Regions from separate parts of the Mus musculus genome. Here all the other regions are linked to region 5. A link is a contact called in public Hi-C data. All regions are on one chromosome and are shown on one strand. The core of a region is the stretch at or near the end of the contact, and the rest is flanking DNA. Distances in the headings are between cores, read along the strand shown. Region 1 has its middle 10 kb from the start of Gm22521. Region 2 has its middle 100 kb from the start of Gm41333. Region 3 has its middle 40 kb from the start of Gm41333. Region 4 has its middle 200 kb from the start of Gm41333. Region 5 has its middle 44 kb from the start of Gm41335. Region 6 has its middle 270 kb from the start of Gm41333.

The links. Hi-C and Micro-C count contacts between places; a contact is called where the count stands out from the background.
Region 1: a Hi-C map of the N1E-115 cell line shows a contact between it and region 5, with 4 times the contacts expected there. The contact joins two enhancer-like sites. A contact is called at or near these places in 1 of 15 datasets of contacts at CTCF or cohesin (pro-B cells) and 1 of 484 Hi-C or Micro-C datasets (the N1E-115 cell line).
Region 2: a contact with region 5 is called in a Hi-C map of the N1E-115 cell line, with 5 times the contacts expected there. The contact joins two enhancer-like sites. A contact is called at or near these places in 2 of 484 Hi-C or Micro-C datasets (the N1E-115 cell line and adipose-derived mesenchymal stem cells).
Region 3: a Hi-C map of the N1E-115 cell line shows a contact between it and region 5, with 3 times the contacts expected there. The contact joins two enhancer-like sites.
Region 4: a contact with region 5 is called in a Hi-C map of the N1E-115 cell line, with 8 times the contacts expected there. The contact joins two enhancer-like sites.
Region 6: a Hi-C map of the N1E-115 cell line shows a contact between it and region 5, with 15 times the contacts expected there. The contact joins two enhancer-like sites. A contact is called at or near these places in 1 of 484 Hi-C or Micro-C datasets (the N1E-115 cell line) and 1 of 115 datasets of contacts at active chromatin or transcription factors (pancreatic cancer cells).

The regions. Positions count from the first base shown.
Region 1 is chr15:62,801,597-62,804,733 of GRCm38.p6, forward strand. No RefSeq gene overlaps it. Among named protein-coding and RNA genes, the nearest start is that of Gm22521, 10 kb to the left of the region's middle. Within about 2 kb of position 1,370, at least 12 of the 459 cell types and tissues checked have an H3K27ac peak or open chromatin away from gene starts, as enhancers often do. A contact at or near this core is called in the N1E-115 cell line, where this site is marked.
Region 2 is chr15:62,567,878-62,570,930 of GRCm38.p6, forward strand. No RefSeq gene overlaps it. Among named protein-coding and RNA genes, the nearest start is that of Gm41333, 100 kb to the right of the region's middle. Within about 2 kb of position 1,649, at least 71 of the 459 cell types and tissues checked have an H3K27ac peak or open chromatin away from gene starts, as enhancers often do. A contact at or near this core is called in the N1E-115 cell line, where this site is marked.
Region 3 is chr15:62,627,939-62,630,846 of GRCm38.p6, forward strand. No RefSeq gene overlaps it. Among named protein-coding and RNA genes, the nearest start is that of Gm41333, 40 kb to the right of the region's middle. Within about 2 kb of position 1,328, at least 10 of the 459 cell types and tissues checked have an H3K27ac peak or open chromatin away from gene starts, as enhancers often do. A contact at or near this core is called in the N1E-115 cell line, where this site is marked.
Region 4 is chr15:62,464,070-62,467,015 of GRCm38.p6, forward strand. No RefSeq gene overlaps it. Among named protein-coding and RNA genes, the nearest start is that of Gm41333, 200 kb to the right of the region's middle. Within about 2 kb of position 1,587, at least 25 of the 459 cell types and tissues checked have an H3K27ac peak or open chromatin away from gene starts, as enhancers often do. A contact at or near this core is called in the N1E-115 cell line, where this site is marked.
Region 5 is chr15:63,399,426-63,402,313 of GRCm38.p6, forward strand. No RefSeq gene overlaps it. Among named protein-coding and RNA genes, the nearest start is that of Gm41335, 44 kb to the left of the region's middle. Within about 2 kb of position 1,471, at least 29 of the 459 cell types and tissues checked have an H3K27ac peak or open chromatin away from gene starts, as enhancers often do. A contact at or near this core is called in the N1E-115 cell line, where this site is marked.
Region 6 is chr15:62,399,556-62,402,408 of GRCm38.p6, forward strand. No RefSeq gene overlaps it. Among named protein-coding and RNA genes, the nearest start is that of Gm41333, 270 kb to the right of the region's middle. Within about 2 kb of position 1,591, at least 23 of the 459 cell types and tissues checked have an H3K27ac peak or open chromatin away from gene starts, as enhancers often do. A contact at or near this core is called in the N1E-115 cell line, where this site is marked.

The sequences.
Region 1 (3,137 bases), core at 120-2,619, 600 kb before region 5:
CACATTAGAACTAGGGGACCCAGAACAGACTGACCATTTCCCTCTAGTGTGGAGACTTTTAGGACTCTGTGTAATCTTCTCAATTTATTTCAAAGTTGGTGTTTTAAAGATATTTCCAGGATTATCCCATCACGGTTATTTGGATTGCTTTTGGCTGTTTTACAAATCCACAAAGGTGCTTGTGGTAGGAACTTTTCTCAAAGCTCTCACAATGAGAAATCGCTGGTACAGCCTCCATCCTCTACCCCATTGTGAGTATGGGAAGTTATTCAAAGGCTTTTAGGTTGGCTGTATGCCAAGAGAGGATGACTGTTACCTGTAATCAGATTCTTCAAGCTCATTTCAATCCCCCCTAAGGACCCTACAAATTGTCTTTCCAGGCAAATTTAGGAATGATTGTCTGGAGCCATTCTAAAAATCTTGCTAATTTACTGATCCACTCCTGTCCTGTTTAGTTTATTGTTTATTATTTTTATTAATAGCACTTAAATTCACCTTGAAACGCTGAAACTGAAGAATTTCCTTGCATCAGGTGAGTGAGTCTGTTGTTTTATCTGTGACAGATTGTCTTGGTTAATAATCAGAATGAGAAAATCCAGTACAGTGAATGGCACTATCCTTAGGCAGATGAGGAAGCCAGAGACTTAACCAGTAAGTAGTACTCCTCTATGGCTTCAGTTTCTACCCTGACTTTACTCAATTATGGACTATACCCTGGAAGTATAAATCAAACAAATATTTTCACCCACCCACTAAGTTTGTTTTTCTTAGACTGTCTTGTTACAGAAGGAGAAAAAACAAGCTTGCACAAGCTCCTAAACTTTTCTCAGAAACGTAAAGGTATCATTGGACGTAAAGACAATTTCCAATGAGCTTTTCAACCCTTTGATTATCATGAATCATTGACAAATTGAACAAAAAGAGCCAAGTGTGCTTTATATGTAAACAAAATATTGGAAGAGTGGATTATTACAGCTCTCTTAAAATAGAGTTTCCTGGAAGAGTTCTGTGGAACATATGTATATTTATCTCAACTCTCATTTGAAATCTGAACTCCCACATGATGTCAGTTTGCTTAGGTCATTTAAACTCTCAAGGCCTGTGCATGAGCATTTTTAGAGTGAGGGGCAGTTGAGGAGACCTCTGGTAAGTTCTGTGTTAGCTACAACATTCAGTGATTCTAGTCTTTTGGTATTAAAGACCATTTCTTTGGATTTTGTTTTTCTTTTACTGAAAGTTCCACCTTACCCTGCAAAGCTCCTCAGCCAGAATAGACTAGATTTAAATTTGTAGGCTTATAATATTTCAGAGTTCAAAGGCACTGTCAGGTCACAGAGCTCAACTCTATGGTGATACATAATACCTTCTCCAACACCTCCACCAAGTGGCCAAGCAGTCTGTATTCCACAGGTAGGAGCATGCCTGTTGGTACTCACCACATCCATTCTATGCCAAACAGCATTTGCTCTAAACCTCCCTATGACTTTGAGGTTCTTTCTCCAGTTTTTCCCAAAGCAGGTGTCTCTCTTGTTTCACAAGGACACCTAAATTCTACCTTTATGCTCAATTTACTGTTTTTTTTTTTTCTTTTTAAACAAAGCATTTCTTCAGTCATTTGAAAATGATCAATCCAAACCCTTAGCTCTAGAAAAGGTAACTCGGCTCTTTGGATCTTTGGAGCATCCTTGTTCTGAGAGTGTCCCTAGTTCTGATCACTGTCTTCGTAATTTGGCACAGATTACCAACTTCCATTTGACTGCCTCTCAGTAATCAGTTAAGTATCCAAGTAATTTGGGATGGCAAAATTTCAAAGCTGGCTTTCATCAAAAACAAAAGAATCTGATAGGAAACTGGTACAGAAGCTGACGAAAATATAGAACCGAAGCGATGCTAGGAACAGAACAGTCATTTCTGTTGGGTATCTTGAGCCCCAACTTCAGTGCATTGCCTTCAGTAATATACTAACTCTCCCCGCCTGTGATGTTTAAGTTACCTTTAGAAGATTGACATCTAAGGAATTTAAGGTTTTTTTTTTTCATGTTGAAAAGTAGTTAATCAATACCTCAAATGGAAGAAATATTTCAGACATACTGTATAAGAAATAAAGTTATGGAAGGACTGAAGGAGCTGAAGGGGACTGCAACCCTATAGGGGGAAAAAAACAGTATCAACTAACTGGTCTCTCCAGGGACCAAGCCAAGCAAAGAGTATACATGGGTAAGTCCATGGCTCCCACTACATATGTAGGAGAGGATTGCCTTATCTGGCATCAACAGGAGCAGAGATGCTTGGTCTTCTGGAGGCCTGTTGTACCATCGAAGGAGGGTGCTAAAGAGGTGAGGCAGGATTGGGTAGGTGGGTGGGAGAGTACCCTATTAGAGGCAAAGGAAAGTGAAGATGGAATGAGATGTTTACAGAGAGGAAACTGGGAATGAGCACGTTTGAAAAATAATAATAAGTAAGTAAACTAAAAAAACACTCTCTTTCTACAAATAAATGGAAAGCATTAAAAAATCTGGCTCCCTAATTACTTTTCAAGAGAAACTACTTTTGAAATTTCTTTAGAGAGCAGATTTCCAGACTGAGACTACTAGACAGAAATACCACCGAATGGCAGAGTGTTTTCATGTCCCTCTGTAGGAGTATAGATGAGTCTTCTGTGCTTTACTCTTTTTCCTATGGTAGTTCATCCAGCTGACAAGGGTCCTTAGAAAGTGTTTGTTTTAGGCTGATGTACAATGCATATTAGGTCTAGGAGTGCTTTATAAATGAGAAGTGTGGAGCATTGTTGGTTTCTAGATAAACTGATTTTTGCACATATCTTTTGATTTGGCTGAGTCTCAACTGCTTCTCTTCTTCGAGTATATTCTCAGAATAGTTATTATTTGAAACATCTATCCCATACCACATACCACAAAGCCACATACTCCAGGAATAACCACTGTTATATATGACATGTCTATGATTTTTGAAAGCATCAGGCTGTGAGGGGAAAGCTTTTCGCTCAGTATACTTGGCAATGTGGTCAGACTTCATCATTATTGCTCCTGAAGCAGTCCATTTAAGCAAAGAGAGAGTGATGAGCCCTGAGAGACTGTCCCCAGAGCAAGGTTATGATGATCCTTAGAAGTCAGAGT
Region 2 (3,053 bases), core at 399-2,898, 830 kb before region 5:
AGGAGAAGGTTTTCAGCTTTTAGGAAAGTGGCATGTGACTGAAGAACAGAGGGAGTTAGCCTGCTGTCAGCGACAACTGCCCAAGTGGCCTCAGGAGGAAGAGATGGAGAAGCCTCTGCTGAGAGACACGCTCTTCCTTTACCAAGGGATAGAAATGGTAGAATAGGAACCTATACAAAATATCATTTCAAGGATCAAATGGAGTTTCTCTGATTGCAGCTGGAAACATCTACTTGCTAACGCTGGCGGGTGGGACTCCTGTTCCTACTAAACGCATCTAGTCAGACTAGCTTGCTTCATATTTGAATGCAGAGAGTTCAAGAGCAACCATCCAGGAACCAGCTCGAGTGGTCGAGGAGGTATGTGTCTCACTCAGCCCTGAGCTTGCTTCTTAGCTCTATTCTTCTTTTCAGTTATGTAATTTTGGCCAAATTACCAGATGTGGCTGAGCTCCTGTATCTCTGTACAACTGGATTAATAATTCCTGTCACAAGGAATTATTCTAAGTGCTAAAGAGACAGTGCATGCAAGAGGCTGGCGGTTGTATCTGAAACCTAGCATACATCAACAGAACTTAGTGTGTTATTGATGCTTGTTACCTGCACTGGCATGGCAGTGAGTTCTGCATGTATTTGGGATATTCCAAATTGAGCAGGAAAAAAAAGGTACGTCTGTTTTTAAAATAAGTTCCCATAAAAGTAAGATGAAGGCTATATAAATATTTCTTGAGTATTTATAAAATATTTTCTTATGGATGCATTATTTTAATTCATTAACATTTTAAGAATCACTGGACTAAATTATTGTTTTTTTTTTCCTTTTGTATTCATTTCTCCAGAGATTTCATCCAACCTCTGGAGAAAAGGGGAGAGACAAGAAAGCAGTGTTTTCACTTGATTGAGGCCAAGAACTGGGGGACTGGACAGAGCTAGGTTACAGCCCTGCCAAACGTTCCCTACCTACAGGCTTTGACCTATGTAATAGGAGATAAAACTTACAGTAATAACAATTATAACAATAACAGGTCTGTAGTGCTGAGCTCTCCACCTATTATTTCATGATTCATACAAACACCTTATGGGTGAGATGTCACAATCACGTGTAAGTCACGAGCAATATACCAGATGACATCAGCCACATACTAGGTTCATAGAAAAGGACCTCTGACAAGCAAGACTATCTTCTTACCCCTGCCTTGATTTTCTGAACATAGATGCAGATAGGTTCTGTCTATGTGGCTGCTGAGGAACTGGACTGAACTATTGAGTTAATCAGTTGGCTCTCAAGCCCATTTGTTTCCACAGGAGGCAATGGTAAAACTCATTGCAGTTCACAAACCCTCTGTCTTCTCAGCTCACAAGCATTGCCTCCTGGTTGGTTTGTGCTGGGGTAGAGTGAGTCAGCCAGTCACATGCCTGCTCTCAGGGCCACTGTCCAGGTGAGAGGCACAAATGCTGCTCACACTGCTCTTGACCAGCATATCAAGTGTTGCCCGGACCTGCAGGTCCTGCTTTTTCACTCCATGGATGGGCTGTGCTCTTTCACTTCGGAGAGAGCCAGCATTGTCAGCTCAACTGCTTCCTTGTGCTCAGTAGCTTGCTGAAGGGTGACTGGCTTGAGACCTTGTTAAAGCTACCCTGCCCCTGTTTTAAAGCATCACTGAGAGATGCTGGAGCTGAGTCACCGTCCACACAGACAGCTCATTGCCAAGATGTGCTGTGCTTTTCTGATGCAAGGAAGAGCAAGTTTCCATCCCTGCTGTAATGTCACCCCGCTGCACAGCTCAGGCCAATAAAGTTCAACAAACCAGTTTAGCCTGGGAGAGAAGGGGATGAAAGGCTAAAACACTCTTTGATGAAACCCGAGTCTTCCAGGTAAAGGGCAAGTAGCTGGCATGACGAGTGAGCAAAGACATCTTTTGGGAATCTCCCGTTCGTTCTGCCTTTCATCCTGACGCTCTTCTTCACTGGGTGATTTCACATGAAGCAAAAGTGTTGGCTCTCTACCCTTCTCCTTCCTGCCTGCCCCAGTAAATTGTGACCGATACTGTCTGAATCACTAGATTCTTTGGACACTCAATTATCTATGAGAAAACAATGTATCTCACTTCTGACTTACTGCAGATACGCTTAGCTCTTGCACCGAATGGTTTTAAAGGCCAGCAACACCTCCTCCCTAAACCCCTTCATTTAAATTATGTTTATTACTATGCTTGTTTACTCTCAGTCATCCCTCCTTGAGGAAGGGGATCTAAGCATGTGGGACCAGGCTTATTTTGCACTTTAGCTTGGTGGAGGATCTGCAGCAAATGAGCTAATCTATATTTACTGAATTATTAAACTGCTCCCCCACACACACTTTTCAATTGCTTTTCCTGTCCCCCAAATCAGTTTTGCTCCTGTCCCAACCACACAGCTCAATGTTGATAAACGAATAAGAGTTCAAATCAACTCATTATTTTCTGTCCTGAGCTTCCCTAGTCCTGTCTTTTCTTTGCGATGCATCCTCTTTGAGTGTAATTAGCATCAGGACTCTGTGCTGCTTGGAATCTTTCAGTCCTGTCACACAAGGTTTATCCCTGCCTGAAATGTCCTCTCTGCTATATTTTCTCTGGCAAACTTCTGTATGCTCATCTTATATAAGGAACCTTCTTGGAACACCCATCAGGCCCACTCCTCTAACTACAACTGACCCTTCTTTCCTTTGGATCCACAATGAAGTGCTTCAGTTCTGTTTTTTTCCCATTAATTTATCTGTTCACTGTACATCCCAATCCTAGCCTGTCCCCTGTTTCCTCCCAGTCCTGCTCTTAGAAATTTCTCTCCTCTTTACCCCCCCCCCCCCCTTCTTCTTAGAGAAGGGGAAGCCACCTTTGGGTACTTCCCTGCCCTGGGACATCCAGTCCCATGAGGAACTAAGCATATTCTCTCTCACTGAAGCCCAGTCAGGCAGACCATTTAGGGGAGTGGGATACAGTGGCAGGCAACAAAGTCAGAGATAGCTTCTGTTTCAATTGTTGGGGGACCACATGAAGACCAAGTTACACATCTGCT
Region 3 (2,908 bases), core at 78-2,577, 770 kb before region 5:
AAGTTTGAAAGAGAATATGAAGAGTATATGTAGATGTTCATAGTGTGTGTGTGTGTGTGTGTGTGTGTGTGTGTGTGTGTGTGTGTGTGTAGGAGATTTGAATGTATGGCCTGGGAACCTATAGAGTATTCTAGAAACAATCCCCCATGGATGCTTCAAAGTCTTATGAACTAACATCTCTGAATGTCAAGAAAACTCAAAAACTTATTTGAGAAGAAAGACTGAATAATCAGTTATGTATTTGCTGAAGAAATGATAATGTTTTTCTCTGGGCAATTAGACTTAAGATCTCTAAGGTCTTACAAGTCCAGACATTTTAACCAAATAAGAATCCCTTGTTCTTAAAAATGGGGAATGACTGTAAAAATCTGAGAACATAACTCTTGCCACATTCTTTCTTGTGGCCTTTGTTAGTCTCAAAAGCTTTACATTGAATTAGATATTTGGTAAATAGTTCTTAATAAATATATATTTGTTGTTAAATGCCAACATACGGTCAATGTCTATATAGCTTTTATAAAATAGGCAAAGTATTAATTTTATCATACAGGTAATAAGATTTAGTCAGAGGGAATTCAAATATACAGGCATAAGTGGGCACTGGGTACATGGTGATACTTTAGTTACCCTACCATAGTGACTCCTCTTAATTTCCTCTTAACTTAATTTCCTCTAGTGTGTTGGGCTTGACAGTCACAGCTGTCAGGAATATGAAGATTTTTGTTGTTCTTGTTTATCATGAGCCACGTTTGCTGCTTTAACCCTTTACACTCTTATAACACCAAGACAAATGGCTGACCCTGACAAGCACTTGTCAAGTAAATATCAATGAGAAACGTATAAAACCACTTAGTGGGCTCACAGGAGTTTCCCTAAGTGAATCAGAGGAAACAGAGAAAGGGACATCTAGCTGCCCATTAGCACACACTTTGAAGAGTCACAGATGTGATACCTTATAAAGTAGATTTGCATTCATTAAAGGTCACTTTCTGCTGAGTATTTGCACTTAACATGTAAGACATGAGAAGGCCTCTCTACCTCGTTCCTCCAATTTGTCTGCTCCATGATCAATATTGAAGTCTAGACAAAGACAACTGTAGGAACTTATCACTGCTTAATTCTCCATAAGATTGACTGGACTTCCTGGACATCTGGAGTTAGCAGCAGTGAGCTGTGTGCAGGAGTGACAAATGTCCTTATGACACATGAAGATTCAGTTATGGAACAGAATGCTTCCTGTTATTTTTATTGGCCATTCTACTGAGATCTTCCAGAGAGAAGTTTGTTTCTTACCAAATAAAAGAAATGCTACAGGGCTGAGTCATGGAGTTCAGTTCTTGAGAAAAGTCAGGGATGCATTTATCACATCACACTCTGTTAATGGTCTTGAAGCATCCTCTTCCTGCTAGGATCCCCATCTTCCATGGAGCCCCTTGCCTTCCATCTAAAATGCTGCTCAGTTTCTGTCATGTGTGGTAAAGTTATCTTTATGCTAGAGGTTTACGAAACCCCCTGGGATAGTCTCTGTGGAAAAACACAGCCAAGTTGTCCATTCTGCCTCCTGATTCTTACACATCCCTTACTATAGTTTCTTTTAAACATAGGGCTTCAAGAGGCCCAGGATCTACCCATTCCTTAAACTGTAGCCTGATGATGATCATTTACCCTTGATTCTCCTGCCTCTATCACCTACTAACTGCTGGAATTATAGATGTGTACCACCAAGCACAAGTGTCTCTTGTTTTGTCTATAGTACCTGTAAATGTGCCTCCATGTCACCTTTACTAAGTTTTAATTTAGAGCTAGGTTTTACATATTTAATTTCTTTCCCTCTTAATATTAATTTCTGTATTTGTGCAGACTAGTTTCTTTGGGCCCCATCTTAAGTACATATGGATATTTCTCTTATTTAGTAAAAGTGTATTTATAATTGCCTATATTTCAGACATTGTTCTAGCTAACCTTTTGCAGATACAATGCAATGAGAGGGAAATCTCTTTCATGGATCTGTTGATTTATTTGCAGGAGAAAAAATAAGCATATGAATTAAATAAGCAAGATAAGAAGCTTAAAGATAGACCTCTGTGGTGGGCATCAGTGGAGCAGAGAGTTGACCAGCAAAAGAGAACGTGATCAGGTAAATAAAGGATAAAAATCTAAAGGGCAAAGGCAAGGCAAATGAAATCAAGGAGAAAGAACTTGCTTTCCATGTTTGAAGAAATTTATGAGGCCAATATGGCACAGCCAGGAGTAGGAGAGAAGCTGGAGTTGTAACTCAGGGTTCTGATCTGATTCAACTATGTAAATTCCCTGAATCTTGTCCAAGGCTACACAACAATGAAACAGGAAAGTTCACTTTCAAAGCCAGGCAAGCCTGAGATTCTTCCTCAAATTTCATCATTTTCAAATGGTATAAGTAGATTAATATCTTTCATGTAAAGTAGATAGACCATTGCCTATGTGGTTTGAGTATGAGTGTTCTCCATAGGCTCATGTGTTGAATCCTAGATCCTTGGCTGATGGAGTTACTGTGGGAAGTGGTAGAGACTTAGGAGGTGAGGTATAGCTAGGGCAAGGTCACTTAGAATGAGACCTTGGGGGTATCTTGTTCCTGGACCCTTTCTGTCTACTCCTCTGCTTCTTGCCTTTTGTAAGGTTGCATTGCTGCCACAAATGACAGTTCCCACGATATCTTCTTATGTGTGTGGGGCTATAAGGCTGTGTGAATTTCTGAAACTGTGGGTCAAATGAATATTTTCTCCCTTAAGGTATTAATGTTAATCATACTATTATAATGACAAAGAAGATAGCTACTTTGTTGCCAAGAGAAGCAAAAAAACAAAAACGCACACAAAGGACACACATACACACAAAGACATACAAACCCATGCACACATCTATGCATACA
Region 4 (2,946 bases), core at 337-2,836, 940 kb before region 5:
TGCCAGAGTGGTTTTCTCAGGATATCTCTTGGTGCTATTAAACAAATTAAGTGCTCTCTTATTAATCCATTTTTCTTCAGGGGATTCCATCATTATTGAAAAGACATATAGACCCCCTCCCCACCTAGTCATTCTAACTGAGATGCCCTAGATGCCCCAGTTTCCAGTTGGCATCATGATGCATCAGAAGCTAATGTACCCAGACCATCTGAGCTCAGCACACACCACAATAGTTCATTCAACCCCAGATTTGAGAGGAGTAAGAGGCATGTGCTTTTTAAAAGTTGTTACCATTTATTGATCATGTACTATGGGGTCAGAAGTTTCCAAATGCAGAGTCATTAATTATCAATAAAAAGTCATCCTTGCTTTTGAAGGCATCATGGGAAAATCAGGTTCATATGAGAAGGTGCTACAATGTCTACTTTGCAGACAACACAAACTTAGTTGGGAAGAAAGACCTATAGTTTGCTTGAATAGCCCCCATGATGCTGTGTCTATCTCAGCAGAAGAACGAGCACTAGAACATGAGCACCCATAAGTGTGGGTTCCAAGAAAGGTTGCCAAATACAGGGAAAATGGAAAGACCACTTTCTTTTCTACCCTTCAGTGATTTCTCCTTAATCACACACAAAAAAGGGAGTATTTTAGGACTTATTAGGTAATATAATGTCTTTCAATAGACTTGATAGTTTATTTAAAGAGATGTCATGTACATGTCCAGAATTTTCATAACAATTCAAGAACAGTGGCAACGCTTGCTCTGTAGCTAAAATACAGTTGCAGTTAGATGCTTTGCTTATCAGATAATGCTATCGAGCCCTAGACTGACTCTTTATGCCAAAGGACCTCCTCTTACTCCTTGCTGTGTCTCAGCAGTAGGAGGGGACTTGGCAGATATTAGAAGCTCAGTAGATAAGTAATTGAATTAACAAGAAGTGAGTGACCCAGAGAATTCGGGAACTATCTGATTATGCTTAAACTTTAAGACTACCATTTCTAAAGGCGATTTCTGTCTTGGACTTTGAGAAATGAAATCAGAATATTTCATGTCTATAAAGGGGATAAGAACGAATATTTGTCAAACCTTGCCATATTCCCAGTGCCATGCTCTTAATGACATGTAATCCTGTCAGTGACCACAGGAGGCAGATTTTATTACTGACATTGACAGATCTAAGTACCTGGACTCAGAGAGGTTAAGTAGTCAGTCACAGATCACATGGTGAGAAGGCAGGATAGCAATTTCTTATAAATTTCACCCAGATCCACACTGCCTCCAGTGCTCTGCATCATCCACTTGGTGAAGATTTGAAAAGATTTTTTTTTTTTTTTTTTTTAGTGAAAGGAGGAGGAGGAGCAAAGCCACAGTGTAGAAGAGGACGAATGCACTTTTCAACCAGGACAGTTAGAGTCACCGAGTTTATAGAGTCCCAGTGGGATAGATTAGCATGCGGAGGATGTAATGACAGGGTCTGTGAACATTCCTAGATTGAAGAGTCTGTGCCTGTCTCCCTGCTTCACCAGCTCTCCTTGCCTCTGATTTAATTATATGCTCAGGGTACACATGCCTCTGGAATTGCAGGCCATGTCTTGCTTCCCAGGAAGGGTTATTGGTTAGATGACAGTCAGCCTATGGAATGTAGGGGGTGGAGCTGGTGTGTGTGTGTGTGTGTGTGTGTGTGTGTGTGTTACTGGTTTGTCTTGTCCCTTAGCAGAGTAGATGGAGTTGAATCATTGTCAACCAAGGCTCCCTCATTCCCTCATTCAAACATACTGGTTAATTATGCTGACTATGTGAAGATGACTATTTTGTTCAATAGAAAGAAAGCCAATCTGAGTGCCCACTCTGAAGGACATGGTCTTTAGCTCAAAAATCTGTATAAAATCTGATCCCAGTAAGGTCCAAGATAAGGAATCAACCTGGACATTCAGAGACTTGTTTCTCAGACCTTGAGCTGGGAAGCTCTTAGAAGTGGGATTGTTGGAGACTATTTTATCTGTTATGCTGAAACCTGAGTTTCTGAGTAGGTCAGTGACACAGCAGTGTACAGAGCTGAGCCGCAGAAAGGAACCCATGAGCACAAGGCGCTGTAATCCTTGTACCACTAAGCCTTCTACAACTCTGTTAAGGTGACGGATGCACTGAACTCAGCACTGGAATTTAGAGCTGAGTTCAGAGTTCAGTGTAAAGTAAGACTTTAAATACAAAGATGGAATTTTTCCTTTTCTTTCCTTGAACATGGGTCCTCCCTTCAATTTCAAGTTGATGTCCTGGATATAGAAAGGACTGGGATTAGAACTGTGAGTTCGGATGCTAGATAGGCTGCCGATTCCTTTAAAATCCAAACACCTCTTCTTCTGCTCTGGTTCCAGGTAAGCACTTGGAAAATGAATTGCCCTTTCTGAATCTTCATTTCTTATTTCAAGAGGGGAAGTGCGGGAGTAAATGGAAAAGGCCTTCGGAAATATGAAGAACCAACTTCTGTCTTCCCTACCAGCAAGGATATATCTTGGTCTTCAATGTCTTTTTAAAGTACTTGTGTTGGATGACCACAGGGTTGGTGTGCATTTTCTTTTTACAATCTAGCCTACAACACCTTGAAATACAGGATCGCGATTCATCGGCCATGAGAAGCTAGAACCTGGAAGTTCCCTGGGGAAATTTTAGCCATACCTTATCAGCTAACTATTATTTCATAACAAACCACAACAACACTGGTGCTTAAAAAGTAATTATTATTTTTCTTGAGTCGACAGAGGAGCTGGACAGTTCTGATAATCCTGGGCTGGGTTTGGCTGGTCTTGTCTGTTCTTTTTTTTTTTTTTTTTTTTTTTTTTTCAGTTGCCAGCTGGTGGAACTAAGGGATGCTGGGCACTGGATAGCTTCAGCAGGGATTTATCCTGATCTTCACCAGGCTAGTCTAAGCTTGTCCTTAGGTTTCC
Region 5 (2,888 bases), core at 221-2,720:
TGGTGACTGTAACTCCAGTTTCAGGAGATCCAACATCCTCTTCTGACCTCTACAGGCACCAGACATCCATATGGCACACATACATGAGGAAAAAACACTCACACATGTAATAAAATAAATTCTAAAAAATAAAATAAAATTAGTCAATTACTTCATTCAATCATTTTCACACCTGCAAGAAAGGCTGAGAAAGACCCTGTTAAAGATGCTTGAGGCTCCGTGGTGGGAAAGAGACACTGTCTTTTTTTCTGGTGGAAGTTACAATATAGTGAATCGAAATAATTGAGAACATTCTTAAGAATGAGTGTTGCAAACCAGAATTCCTGACACACACAGACACATCATCATTGGTGTAATGACTCGATTTGATATTTAAAACGATTGCACTTAAAAGTATTTTTAAGAAACAAAATGTCTAGTACATATTTAATGATCAAATAGAGAACTTAAAGGAACCACAACTTCCAGGCAATAAATCTAGTAAAAAGCCTAAGAGACATGCCAAGGACTATGCCAGGAATTATCTGTCTGATGCTTGTGATACCTAAAAGTGACTATTACTCCCATGTGGAAATCTGACTTTCCTTCCCTTCATATTCCTGCTGAGGCAAAAACTCAGGCAAAATCAGCAAGCAGTGGAGGTTGAAGTTTTATGGTGGGAGACTAAGCAAAGAGTCTACCATGAACCCTTGAGAGTCCCACAGAAAACTAGGGGTGGGCCTGGGAACTGGAATCAGGAATCCCAACTGCTACTTCCTGCTTCCAATCACCCTCCCAGGAGAGCTGCCCCCGCTGTGTCTGAGTGGAAGAAAGGCTGAGAGCATCCCTGAAAAACCAAGTTCTTTTCATAAATTCAGTCTTCTGGGGTGAAACAGCAGAAAACAAACAAAGGAACTGTGGGCTTTAGAAAGTAACATTTCCCTTTCATCAGCTGGAGGGCAGTGGCCAGAGAAAGAGACAGTAAAAGCAGCCACACTGCTTGCTGGCCACAGAAGACGAAGTCCCAATGTGCCTTGAACACTCACCCACCAGCTTAGGAGTTCTGTCATGCTCAGAATAACGTGGTTGTACAACAAGGGCTTCTGTTTCTCCCTAATGAGTTGATTATATCCTGTCAGAAGAGTCATAAGGCCATCAAATGTCAAGTCCATTTTCTCAAACATATTATTTTCATAGCAGCTGGGCCTGACTCACTCTCAAAACAGGGCATCCCATTGTTCCCTTCAACAGATAATGCTGGAGTGAAACTCAATTAAAAGAGAAAGGGAAGGGGCTTAGAGGACACATGATCCCGATTCATGCAAGTTTACAATTTGCTGTTTAGAAGCCAATTCTATTAGGATGGTTTGGTCACTTAGTTCACAATTAGTTCCTAATGCCGGAGGAAATAGACATGGAATGTGTTGTTCACCCCCAGGACTGTTTCTCATAAGGGAGGGAGGGCATGGTGTTAGTCACTGCCTGATGCTAGAAAGAGAAGGCCGGAAGTGAGAGATGTGAGTACTAACTCTAAGCATCCCAAGACAACCCTCTGACTATACCTGGTTTATCACATTCCCCAAAGACACAGATATAATATTAACACTAAACTTTACGAATCAGACAAGCAGAGTATTGGATACTCATATCCCAAATGGTTATGAGCATAGTGATGTATTAGACATACTAATAATTAGATCACAGTTGTTAAAAGAATAAGCAGCCTAAGATACCTATGACATGCTACAGAAAAAGTTCAATGAATGATAATTATTATTTTAATCATGATAACAAAACTGGAAATCAATGAAGAAAATGGCAGCCATGAATCAAGGACTGTGACCAAGACTCTGAAGCAGTGATTCTCAACCTTTCTAATGCTGCAACCTTTTAATGCAGCTCCTTACAGTGTTCTCATGATCCCCAACTATAAAATTATTTTATTGCTACTTCATAACTATAAGTTTGCTATGAATCATAATGAAAATATGTAACATTCAAGATATCTGCCCTGTGAGGGTCACGACCACAGGTTGAGAACCACCACTATAGGAGGCTGTGTGATCAAGAGTCATGAGTTCTGAAGCAAAAACCAAATAGTTGTCTCACATTTATATTAATTAATCTACTATATAGCAAGTTTGGCAACACAGACCGTCCAGTGATGATAAAAGAAAGTACATGTCCTACCTACCACCCAGCTCCTATCACCAAAATTGGTAACTTATCTGATCATTTGTTTTGACTTGTTTTCATTTTTCTGTAAGGTGCCAATACAGCAGGCAGATTTTAAAATATCTCTATGACTCCTAGCCTCTGTGCAACGTTTCTTATCACTGATGCAGTCAAATACTAACACAAGTACCACTGATGAGCGATTTCCATGGATACTGGGAAGATGACCCCAATATAAACAATTGTACCTTGTGTAAGCACAGAGTTTCCTGGAGCTGACATCTGAAAAGAAAGTCAGAGAGTGAAAACATGTTCTGACATACTGATGCTTGTTCGGAACTGAAAATAGATACAGAACAAGGAACAAAGAAGTCCACAGAAGCTGAAGACCTGCAGGAAAACAAGAGCTAGTTAGCAGTCCTATAATGACTAGATCTTACAATGAAATGAAATGTTTCCAACAGAATGGGTTTGGGACAGGATCTTTTGAATGCATCTCAATGTCAAAACCGTGGTGCTCTGTGCAAACTGAGACATGTATGACACAGTACACTTCTGAGCTGAAACGTGAGAATTAATTATTAGGTATTGTTTTAAGCCGCAAATTTTGTCATATATCAATAGAAAGCTATGAATATCTTGAGAGCTGCAAATGACAGAAATTTCATTAAGTTCTCTTGCCTCTGAACAAGACTGAGCTATCTAGCTAAGCCTAAGGACTCACTTACATCCTA
Region 6 (2,853 bases), core at 341-2,840, 1.0 Mb before region 5:
CTTTATCCCGAAGGCTGAAATGAGCCAAATTGAATTTGAAGTAGTCCAGTGCCCACTGAATTGGGCATCTGTTGGGAAGAGCCAACCAATGGAAGCTCTAGGGAGGGTAGTCTGGAGGTGGAGGTGAGGAAGGAGGTGAAGACTGATGGAAGGGAGCCACTGTGGTTGTAGGCAATGTAAACACACTTGAGTGGCTCAGATGAGAGAAAATAGATGACAGTGACAATAACCATAATAATGGAAGGATTTTTAGATACTTTCAGGAAGGAAGATAAACAGACTGAATGATTAGGTGACTGTTGGTAGAGGAGCAAGCGTCCTATAATGCTTGCAGGAATTTCTAGATGGGCTGGAAGATGCTGTCTTATCCATTGCCATTGCCATTCCTGTACTGAGAGGATAAGGTTTTGTAAAGGGAAAGCAAGCTGATTTACTGGCAATGTCTTTCTATTATTTTTGTGTAGTATTCAAGATGGCTGATTAGCCACTTATGGTTGTTTCTTCTTCTTCTTCTTCTTCTTCTTCTTCTTCTTCTTCTTCTTCTTCTTCTTCTTCTTCTTCTTCTTCTTCTTCTTCTTCTTCTTCTTCCTCCTCCTCCTCCTCCTCCTCCTCCTCCTCCTCCTCCTCCTCCTCCTCCTCCTCCTCCTTCTTCTTCACAGGCACTCTATAGACATCCTTGTACTTAGGTGTGATTGTGGAATCAACTCTAAGGGAAAAGCTATTTTCACTTTCAAACCCAGGCTATACATACTTCTGTTTGCTTTTATGTGATCTGCCTTTGAAAGGCTGGATTTGTCGAAAGACATTGTGTGAGTTTGGTTTTGTCATGGAATACTTTGGTTTCTCCATCTATGGTAATCGAGAATTTTGCTGGGTATAGTAGCCTGGGCTGGCATTTGTGTTGTTCTGCCAGTCTGATGAGCATAGACTTGGGAGGAAAGGAAATTCCCTATTCACTGTGTGGACAAAAGCTAGCCACCAATTTAGGAATAGAAACTTCAGACATTATAGTAGCAAGTGATTTGCTTTTATGATGTTTGTTACAGCAATCAGCTACCTGTGCATGATTGATGTACCCTTCTTGTTTCAGAGAGGAAAGACGGTGAAGCATAGCTGATAAATGTTAGGTCCAGACCCATTACGTCTCATCCATAAATGAGACTTCTTAACTTGTATTCTCCGAGAGAGAGAGAGAGAGAGAGAGAGAGAGAGAGAGAGAGAGAGAGAGAGAGAGAGAGAGAGAGAATGAAGTTAGTTGGTTTTCTTTTTTTTTTTTTTGGTCAGTATATTTTCTTCTAGGCACAAATACACAGAGGTCTAAGCAATCCATCCAGTTTGGAAGGAGATAGATTCCCACTCTCCACTTCTCTGCTCCTTAGAAAATAAGATGATTTTGGGGAAGAGAAAGAAGTTATCAGAAGACAACTGAGACAATTCAATTAAGTAAACTTTTACTGGTTCCAAGTTAGCTTTGGTACATATCAGATGCCAGAGTGAGCCTTGGGCTGTATTTGGACAGGAGAGTGTTGAGCCAACCCAGGCTCCTCCTTTTTAACACCATGCCATCCTCCCGTTGCCCTGCCTCTCATTTCCTTTCCATTTCACTATGCTTCAGCCATACTAGCCTTCTTTCTGTTCCTCAAATGCTGTGGCGTTTCTTCCTATCTTGGGGAAGTCACAAGTGCTGTTTCATCCCTTGGGAATGAATACCCACCCCTTCAGTTGCTAATCCTTATGCTTCCTTTTCCTCATCCTTATGCTTGCTCTTAAGTATCTTTTTATCAGTAATGGGCTCCTTGACCCCCGACCTTGAGATATACCCTGATACGCCCACATATTTCATTCTGGACTTCTCCTTTGTGGCAGTCCTCTGACCTGTGATTGTGTAATCTTTTGCCCTGTGCCCTGCTCTATCCAATAGAGTGTCAGGTTTTCTTTTCTTTTCTTTTTTTCTTTTTTCTTTTGTGTTTTTTTGTTTTGTTTTGTTTTGTTTTGTTTTGTTTTGTTTTGTTTGAGACAGGGTTCCTCTGTACAGTCCTGTCTGTCCTAGAACTCACTTTGTAGACCAAGCTGACCTCAAACTCAGATATCTGCCTGCCTCTGCCTCCGAAGTGCTGGGATTAAAGACATGCACCACCACCGCCTGGCCTGAGTGTCAGCTTTTCAAGGGCAAGGATCATGCTGGAGTATTCTTTCTGCCAAGAGACCTGAGCATAACACCCCAAATAGTGGGTAAGCAGGAAGCAAATATTTTTTTTTCTTGACAAAAATAATATTTTTAAAGTAAGCCATTTTCCAAGTGGCTTTATGAAAAACAAACTAGACACTGTGAAATTCTGAAATAAATCATCCACTATGTAGTTAGATACTTAGATAAATCTAAACCAGAATGTGAGAAGCATATAGTTTCTCCTGGCTGTGTTGTCAGTACTGAGGACATCATTGGTCCCTGAACTCTACTGGGGACTTTTTCTTGGGTGCTTTCATGATGGTGACTTGATGTGGCAGTGTAACTTGGTTCTGAAAGAGGGAGAAAGAATAGTAGAGTTTCAATTGGTAACTCCCTCCTTTAGTAGCTAAGCCAGTTTGGGAGATATCAAGCCTTGGCTTCCTTCCTTGAAAATGGAGAGCTTATCTTTCCAGAGTTTACGAATAGGCTATTTGCAAGACACACATGTGCACATGTGGATGTCTATGTCTCATAGGAAGTTTGGCACTTAGCAGGGACTCAGGAAAGTTTAATAGACCATTGACTATGAGGGTCAGGTTCAGATGCTGAGTCATAACGCACGTGAACTGACCGGTCTGAAGCTGTTAACGAGGCACATGAGTGCTTTATCCTTTACTAGTGAA